Linked DNA regions of Pan troglodytes: region 2 is linked to region 1. Evidence: chromatin contacts called from public HiChIP or PLAC-seq data. All regions are on one chromosome and are shown on one strand. The core of a region is the stretch at or near the end of the contact, and the rest is flanking DNA. Distances in the headings are between cores, read along the strand shown. Region 1 holds the start of BEND6 (BEN domain containing 6). Region 2 holds the start of PRIM2 (DNA primase subunit 2).

Region 1 (3,994 bases), core at 1,213-3,712:
AAGGCAAGGTATAATTTCTACTAAATTAACTTCCAAAAAGCACTGCTTGGCTGATTTAGTATTTATTGAATTCCACAATGCATTAGGCACCACATAAACACACAGACAGAAGCAATTAATACTATGTATGCTATTATTTGGAAAAAATGATAAATTAGCAACAAACAAATCAGAAAATAACAATGGAACTAAATACTAAATTCTTTCAAGGATTTGGTTTGTTTATTATTAGTATCTTTAAGACAACTGATGGAAAGAACAGAAATGAATGCATCTAAAAAGAAATATCTATAATCCTATTGCATGGCAGTTAAGCATTTGCCTGCCAAGAGAGATAAATGATGTTCTTGTGTGCACTTGAAACTTATAAATGGCTGCAGCAAGACGCAGGATGATAACAGTTGTGCTAAAGTCATAGCTCAGAAAACCATAATAGCTATTTAGTTGCTTTTTGTTGTTAAAAAAATATAGCGTTTGGGGCAATTTGAATACTATTCTGTGTGTTTTTGACATGTTTCTGTTCAAGGATACGTAGGCTATTTCAGCTCACTTACAAATTTCAGTCAATGAGAAGCATAAAGATGACCTTCCAAAATTCTGTTAGTTATTTCCCCCAATGTCTGCACACGGTTAGTTCAGTTTTGTTGTTTAAAATTACTCCACCATGCCATTGTTGAGTCAATGCGGTGGAGAATTCTTCCTTTCCTGATGTGCCACACATTGCAAACTCTCAGGATTTTCTTCAATAACCTCTGCATAATTGTTGAATAGTTTCTCACTGCAGTGGGCTGCGGTATCAAGAAACCTTTAGCCATATGCACATGATGTAGTGCTACCTGTCACCCACTCTGAGTCCTAGAGACCCATGAAGCCTATCCTGGAATTCAGTGCAGCCTACATGCTGCCATTCAAAATTCCCACCTTATGCAGTGTCTCCAAGCAAGGGCCCTTCTGAGTTCAATCCAAAACAACTGAATGAATGAGATGCAATATGTCAACAATTCGAATGTTTATTTTGTTTAAGGAAACCAGCTGTAAACAAAACGTATCTGTTGTTTTCCATGCTTATGAATCTGGCACTAAGAGACTGCATTAACCAATGCCTTTTTAGGTTTAATACTTACACACGGTAATATGTTACTGGCTTTAAGGACATCAATGATTAAGCTTTTATGCAGAGCTGTACGGTTTTGTATAGCTGGAAAACAACACTGATTTTGAGATCACTACAAGCAAATAAAACTTTTATTCCTCCCAATTATTTACCTGCTTTTCAAATTTTTATAAATTTTTATGACACAATTTCCTCAGTCTATTAAATATTCCAAAAAAGAGGCTAATACAGTCGTTATAAGAAACTCCGCAAATGCAGTTAAGTGTTACCTTGTCACTATAATTAAAGTTTTCTTATGCGAGTAAATGAAACAAACAATCCAGCCCCACACAGGGAAAGCCAGCATTGCCTTGGGGGCAGCAGAACGCGGCACAGCACCGCCCGCCAAGGCCGCAAGATGCCGCAGACTGACTGCTGCAGCAGCCGCTTCCTGGCCAGGTGGCCGTGGCCGTCCGCAGAAAGGCACACTGCAGCGCTCTCGCTATACCTTCCGTGCTGGCATTGCATCAGTGTTAAATCCCCTGGCCACCAACTGCCATATACTTTTTGCTGGTTATGAAAAAACGTGGGGAGGGGACAAAGGGGAGACAGAGTGTGCCTGCAAGTGTGAGAGATCACTATTGCCTCACACTCCCTAAAAAATTTCTCCCCCAAATGTTTATAAGCCAAGTACCAACTTACTTCATCTGCCAGGTCCCTAAATCTGAAATCGCCTTGCCCTTCAAATGCACTAAATGCGTCAGGGTTTTAGGGCAAACCCAGGGATACAAGAAGATCGAAAGTGCCCAATTCTTAGCTGCGAGATAAGCACCAAGTTTGGGGTGGAAGAGTTCACCTCTGCCGACCAGAGCGTACTACCCCGGAGCGCTCCTAGTTTAGAGAGGCTTGGAGAGGAGTGGGCCTCCCGTTCCTGGAGTATCCCAATTCCCAGGGAAGGCCCTTCCCGGCGCTCGCGCTTCAGAGTGCGAGGAACCCCCCACAAGCAATAGCTCACCCGGCTGCATCCTTCAAAGCCCCAACCTCGGGGCGGGGCGCAGGGAGGTGGGAGGTGGAGGGTAGCACCGCCGGGAGGCTCCTGTCAGCGCCTCACGGTTTTCCCCCTGGCTCCTTGGCGCCCCCTGACGACGGGCTCCGCAGCAATTTGGCCGAGGGAGGCTGGATAGGCGGAAGCTCCGGGTGTCCGGGAAGCTAGAGGCACCCGGCCAATGCACCCGCGGACGGCGCGGACTGGCGGGCGGCCCCGCGGGAGGGCGCTGGGCTCTCAGGCCCGGGTGCAGCCCGCGGCCGCCGCCGAAACCGCCGCAGCCATGTCCGCGCGCCCGCGCTGCCGCAGCCTGGCCGTGATGTCATCAGCCGAGCCCCCGCCGCGGCGCCCCATTCCCGCCCCCCGCAGGCTGCCGCGGCTGCAGCCTGAGCGCCGCGTCCCCGCCCCGACCCACGTGCGCCCGGCTTCTGGGATGCTGAGGTCGGCGGCGGCCGCAGGACGATGCGCGGGGCCCGGGCGGCCGCGGCGGCGGCGCTGCTCCTCCCCACTCGCCGCGTCCCCGGCGGGGCTGCGCCCGGGGGCTGCGCACGGACGGGGGCGGGGGCGCCTGGGGAGGGAGGGGAGAGGATCCCAGCCGCCGAGTCGCAGCCTCGTCGCTGTCTGCTGAGTCATGGCAAGCGCTCCCCGCAGCCCTGGATCACTCGCGTAGCGCGGCTGGAGCGGGGTGCGCAGCCATTGGGCTGGGCGCGGGGCCGCGAGCGCCAGGCATGACGCGCTGAGCCGCGCTCACCCGTGCCCGCCGTCCCGGCGTGCGCCCAGCGCGGGTGCCTGTGCCGCCGCCCTCCAGCCCCGCCGTCGAGTCGCCCTCGCCTCGCCCGCACCATGATCGCCGCGGCTTTCCTCGTCTTGCTGAGACCCTACAGCATCCAATGTGCCCTCTTCCTCTTGTTGCTTCTGCTGGGCACCATCGCCACCATCGTCTTCTTCTGCTGCTGGCACCGCAAGCTCCAGAAAGGGAGGCATCCGATGAAATCGGTCTTCTCGGGTCGTTCAAGAAGCCGAGGTAAGACACGCCGCGACGGGTTTCTGCGGGCTACCAGGAACAATTAAGCCGATTTGGAGAGTGAAGCGCGGCTCGCTGCCTTCTCCTCGGCTGCCCCTAGCCCCATCATTGCCCACTCCCCAGGCTGAGTGCGTTTCTTTAACGCCCCTTGCCCTTTTTGCCCTCACCTCCGCCCTCCAGTCTCCCAGGTTTGAATAACCACGGCGATGCCGAGGGCAGGGAGGGGAGGAAAGAACTCAAATTTTTAGTCAGTTTGCTAAAGCCTTAAGGGTAATTTGAGCGTAGTCCGGGGCTGCGCCAGCCTCGCCTTCACGCATCCTTCGCTGGAGCGTAGGGGTAAGAAAGTAAGGCATGGAAAGTTCGGGGCTCCCCAACTCCCCCAGAACTTTCATGCAAACTTCTCGCGGAGAAATCACGTAGAGACCGATGGCCCCAGGACTCCTCCTCCCTCCCCCAGGATGTCCCACCGAATTCCAGGCGTCTGCGATGTGCTTTCTCGACCCTGGTCTCCCAGGTAAGTCATGAGTCACTCGGTAGGTGAAGAACAAGGAGTTAAATGAAGTCTCATTTCTCTCTTTTCTCCCCAGATGCTGTTTTGAGATCGCACCACTTTCGTTCTGAGGTAATTTATTTAGCGCGCACGCTCAAGGTCAGAAGAAGTTCTCTTTCCTGAGTACCAATATTAATTATATGCGTGTTAAGAAACCAGTAGGACACTGAATGACGAACATGCTGTCCCCTAGCCGAAAGTGGCATGTTTCCTTTTAAGTGATTTCATATTAGTGCCCAGCGAACGGTTTTAGCAAATTTCTTGTGTAGTGGAGCTGTTGTA
Region 2 (4,176 bases), core at 315-2,814, 360 kb before region 1:
CTGCAAGTAAAACTGAAGGCAATGAGGGTAGGAAGCATTCCTCTGGTCACCTGCCAACCTCAGCTTCCTCCACTTTCTTCCAGAAAACTCCATCTTGGTCACCTTAGAAGGAAGTACACAAAAAGCGTAAAATGATGGAAAACAAAGTTGGGGAAAAAAAAAAGAAAAAACACGAAAAAATAATTCCACAAACACAGAAAAAAAATGGATTTGAGGGCATGCACAAAATGTTAGCAGTGGCAATTCCTGGGTGATGTCCTTCTCTCGTTTCCAGATTTTCTACAATACACCTATAATAATTTTGTAATGGGGGTGGGAGAGGCGCTAGAGCAGATGCAGGTGGTGATCCTAATTTTCAGCAACATGAAAGTCAGGTGATGTTGCCTGCTCATTATAGGCCTGTGTGTCACTGTTCTTGGATCTTTACGATCCCAAGAGTTAACATAAGGTTTTAGGTGGTCTGCAATCCTGAACTTAGAGGAAAGTGCTGTAGGTTCTGGCTAAATGAGGGTCTTACTTGATGGACTGGGTCCAGTTACTCACTTCCTCTGTTATGACTCTGGGAAACAGAGCAACTGTCTTTCGGAACTCCTTTTCGGGAGCATCCACAAGTGCCTTACAAAAGTTCCATCCCCAACACCCCTCCTCACTCCACTGGCAAACCTATCTCTCCCCAACTCCTCCCTGGTACCTGGGTGTCTGCCCCAAACAACCAACCCGCCAAGTCTGTCCTTCTGCTACTGCTGCCTGCAAAGTGATCCATCTCTCCTTTCTCTCGACTTGCAAGCCTTAATAACAGGATTGCTCTCTGTCCTAAATTCGCGGAAGTTTCCCTTACCTGCAAGAATTCAAACTCGGGAAAACACAAACGGTGGCAGCCACTGTTCCCGGGTGGCGGGAGAGTTCATATGAAACCGGAAGCGGAAGCGACTAGCACAGAAGGCCAGCCCTGCCCCACCTCCCCTTGGCGGGTAGCAGGGGGTTTGGCCTGAGGCTCTGGGCATGCTCAGTGGAGCGCGTCTGGGAATTCAAGGTGTTCCATCCACCTTGGCAGCTTTAAAGTGTTTGGATGTCAGTGTTTGGGGGATTTTTTTCCCAAATTTTAAGATGCATTTCCTGTATGTGGAGTCGGTAGCTTTAACGGTTGAAACTGGGGTGCTGAATGCTAGTGGCGAGAACTCCCACACCCCGAAAATTGAACCAATGTAACTTCGTTTGGGGACACTAACAAATATTCCCTATATTGAGGAAAATATGGCGCTTTAACCCGCAGGGCTGGCACTCATCACTTTCAATCTGGGGAGGAATGAGGAAAAAAGGCATTAGGATCTTTTTTGCACCTAGCTCACTATTAGGGGCTCTTTTTTTTCCCCTCGTTTAATCTTTCAGCGACCTATAAGGTCCTATAAGATCGTATTACCCCCATTTGGCAGATGACAAAACAAGTTACAAGATCCTCGTTAGTTTGCCCGTCTACATACAATACATATTTTGAATTTCGTATTGGGCGGCAAGCCCCTACTGGCAGGTTCCACGTTCAATTCGCTCCCCGCTCTCCGGCAATGCCTCGCACAGAGGAAGCGCGCAGCTGAATTATCTGTGGAATGAACTAGAATGAATGAAAGAAGGCACATTCGCAGGAATGGCTCTGCAATCTACAGGAATTAGAAGAACCCAGCCTCGGAGGGAAGGTAGGGTGGAAGAAGATGAAGCACTGGAGATTACGCGGACCTGCCGCTTACTCTCCAGATGTCCGACTGCAGACTCACAAGCGGGGCGTCAGAGCCACCACACCAGTTCTCCGCTGTCTGTAAGATTTTCGAGAACTGGAAATTAACTTCACTCGTGGCCTCTAGGAGGCGTGCCTCGCTTACAAATGTGCTGGAATGAGGCTCCGGTATAGGTAGTCCTTAGGAGATCAAATGAATGCTTTGAAATGATCACGTTTTTAGAAATGCAAAGTACATTGAAACAATATCAAGGTTCAAAGCATCTACCCAGCCTGGACTAAACTGTGGCTGGCACTGACTTTATATCAGGACCTGTTCTAAGTGGTTTACATATCAACTCATTTTATTATCATAACCACATAAGATAGGTTATTCCCCCCCGACCCACCACCAATACCCGAGACAGAGTTTTGTTCTGTCGCCCAGGCTGGAGTGCAGTGGAGCGATCTTGGCTCACTGCAACCTCCGCCTCCGGGATTCAAGCGATTCTCCTGCCTCAGCCTCCCAAATAGCTGGGATTACAGGCGCCTGGGTAATTTTTGTATTTTTAGTAAAGACGGGGTTTCACCATGTTGGCAAGCTGGTCTCGAACTCCTGACCTCGAGATCCGCCCACCTCGGCCTCCCAAAGGTTATTATATTAAACGTATTTTCTAGATACGGAAACTGAAGAACAGAGAAGTTAAATGAAGTCAAAAGGACACAAAATGTCAGAGCCATGTTCAAACCCAGAGAAACTCTCTAGGCCCCACTGTGCTAACGATCTCACTACACCAATTCCAGTAATATGACAGCAGAGCTTCACCTCATTTCTTCCTCTCTGTATTAAATACATAATACAAATACGTAATACAAATACATCACGTGGTCCAAAGAAGACACCTGAAAGCATATAAACTGCCTGAAAAAACCTGCAGCACAGACCATAAGAATATTTACATGAATATCTTATCTCTGGATAGCAAACAAATTTAAATATTATAAATTACAAAGAAAAAAGATATAAAGACTTGACCATAAAAAATATAAAATTATGCATGTAAAAAATTCACAGAAGTATTTTGCACTCATCAAACTAGAGAAAGGTCTACCAAAAGTATAACATCGAAAAGGTTAATGCCATCAGGATACAAAGAAGTTAACTCATTAGGAAAAAAATCCTAAGACACAAACAGAAAAATAGGACAAGAAGAAGAACAGGTAACTCATAGAAAAAATAACTAATGTTAAATATGAAAAATGTTTTTATCACTAGTAGCAAAGAAATTTTCTCCTGCAAAATTGTCAAGGATTTTATAATGAAACTACTCAGTGTTGCCACCTGTTTTGCTCCTCATTTAAACCCCTGAGGCTCTTCATGACTCCCATATGGTGTAGTTCTTTAAATAATTATAGCCCTCTACTACAGAAGTTCTTTATCTTTTGGAAGATCAAGATTAAGAACTTCTGTAGTAGAGGGATGTAATTAGGTCTATGAACCACTGGACAATGTGATGAAAGCTCTCTTCAGAAAAATGCACCTACACACACATCTATACTATTTCAAGAGGTTCAAGATCACCATATGTGGCTGGTTAAGAATTCCAGCACTACTAGGTTTTAAGCTTTCTTTGGATGAGCCCTTTTGTTCATCTCTGTGATCCCCAAAGTACTTGCTACAATATCTGCCCAATTAGAAGACGAAGTAGCCAGTGTCATTTCATGACCAGCTCAGAGAAAACTGGAAATATATGTTCATGCTTAACATACCAATATCTTACTATGTCACATAATAGCTGCCTTTTCATCATATTAAAAACTGATTTTAAGCCCCGGGGAACAAAATACCCTGTGTTGGTCAGCTAGTCCAGCATTTTTATTGTTTTCTAATGCCACAGTTTTGGTCACTACCTCACTGTGAAGGGTGTTTTTCTGAATCCAGAGGCAATTGCAATATAAATCCGCATACCACGGTATCAATAATGCACAATAATGTTATACATTTCAGCAGCCATGTTCGGTAAATCACTGTGAGCTCTTTCATGTATTCACTTCATCTACAAAAAATTGATTGACACAATGCTCAGCCCTGGCAACCAAGATTCTTGTAAATACAGACATTGACCTCACAATCATGGGAAGGAAAACATACATAAACACGTAAGTTTTACTTCCACTGAACCATAGCATCTCAAAAACAGGGATGACTGTTTCATTCATTTCTGTGACCCCAGTGCCTGGCACTCCATGGGCCCTCAATAAATACTTATGAAACTGAATTGTTTTTGTTTTTTCTTTGGTTTTGGTTTGTTTTTTGAGACGAAGTCTCGCTCTGTTGCCCAGGCTGGAGTGCAGTAGCATGATCTCGGCTCACTGCAACCTCCAACTCCTGGGTTCAGGCAATTCTCCTACCTCAGCCTCCCGAGTAGCTGGGATTATAGGCGCCTGCCACCATGCCCAGCTATTTT

Evidence for each region. HiChIP or PLAC-seq counts read pairs in DNA pulled down with a chosen protein or histone mark.
Region 2: an H3K4me3 HiChIP or PLAC-seq map of stem cell-derived excitatory neurons shows a contact between it and region 1, with 5 times the contacts expected there. The contact joins the promoter of PRIM2 here to the promoter of BEND6 in region 1. A contact is called at or near these places in 1 of 7 Hi-C or Micro-C datasets (stem cell-derived neural progenitor cells) and 1 of 1 datasets of contacts at active chromatin or transcription factors (stem cell-derived excitatory neurons).

What each region holds. Positions count from the first base shown.
Region 1 is chr5:62,820,400-62,824,393 of NHGRI_mPanTro3-v2.0_pri, reverse strand. It overlaps BEND6 (BEN domain containing 6), which reads right to left and starts at 2,462. Exons shown (of 7, transcript XM_009451498.4): 1 at 2,109-2,462. It overlaps DST (dystonin), which reads left to right and starts at 2,765. Exons shown (of 98, transcript XM_063812480.1): 1 at 2,765-3,162; 2 at 3,750-3,784. The coding sequence starts at 2,982.
Region 2 is chr5:63,180,839-63,185,014 of NHGRI_mPanTro3-v2.0_pri, reverse strand. It overlaps PRIM2 (DNA primase subunit 2), which reads right to left and starts at 1,564. Exons shown (of 14, transcript XM_054686809.2): 1 at 839-1,564; 2 at 1-102. The coding sequence starts at 93.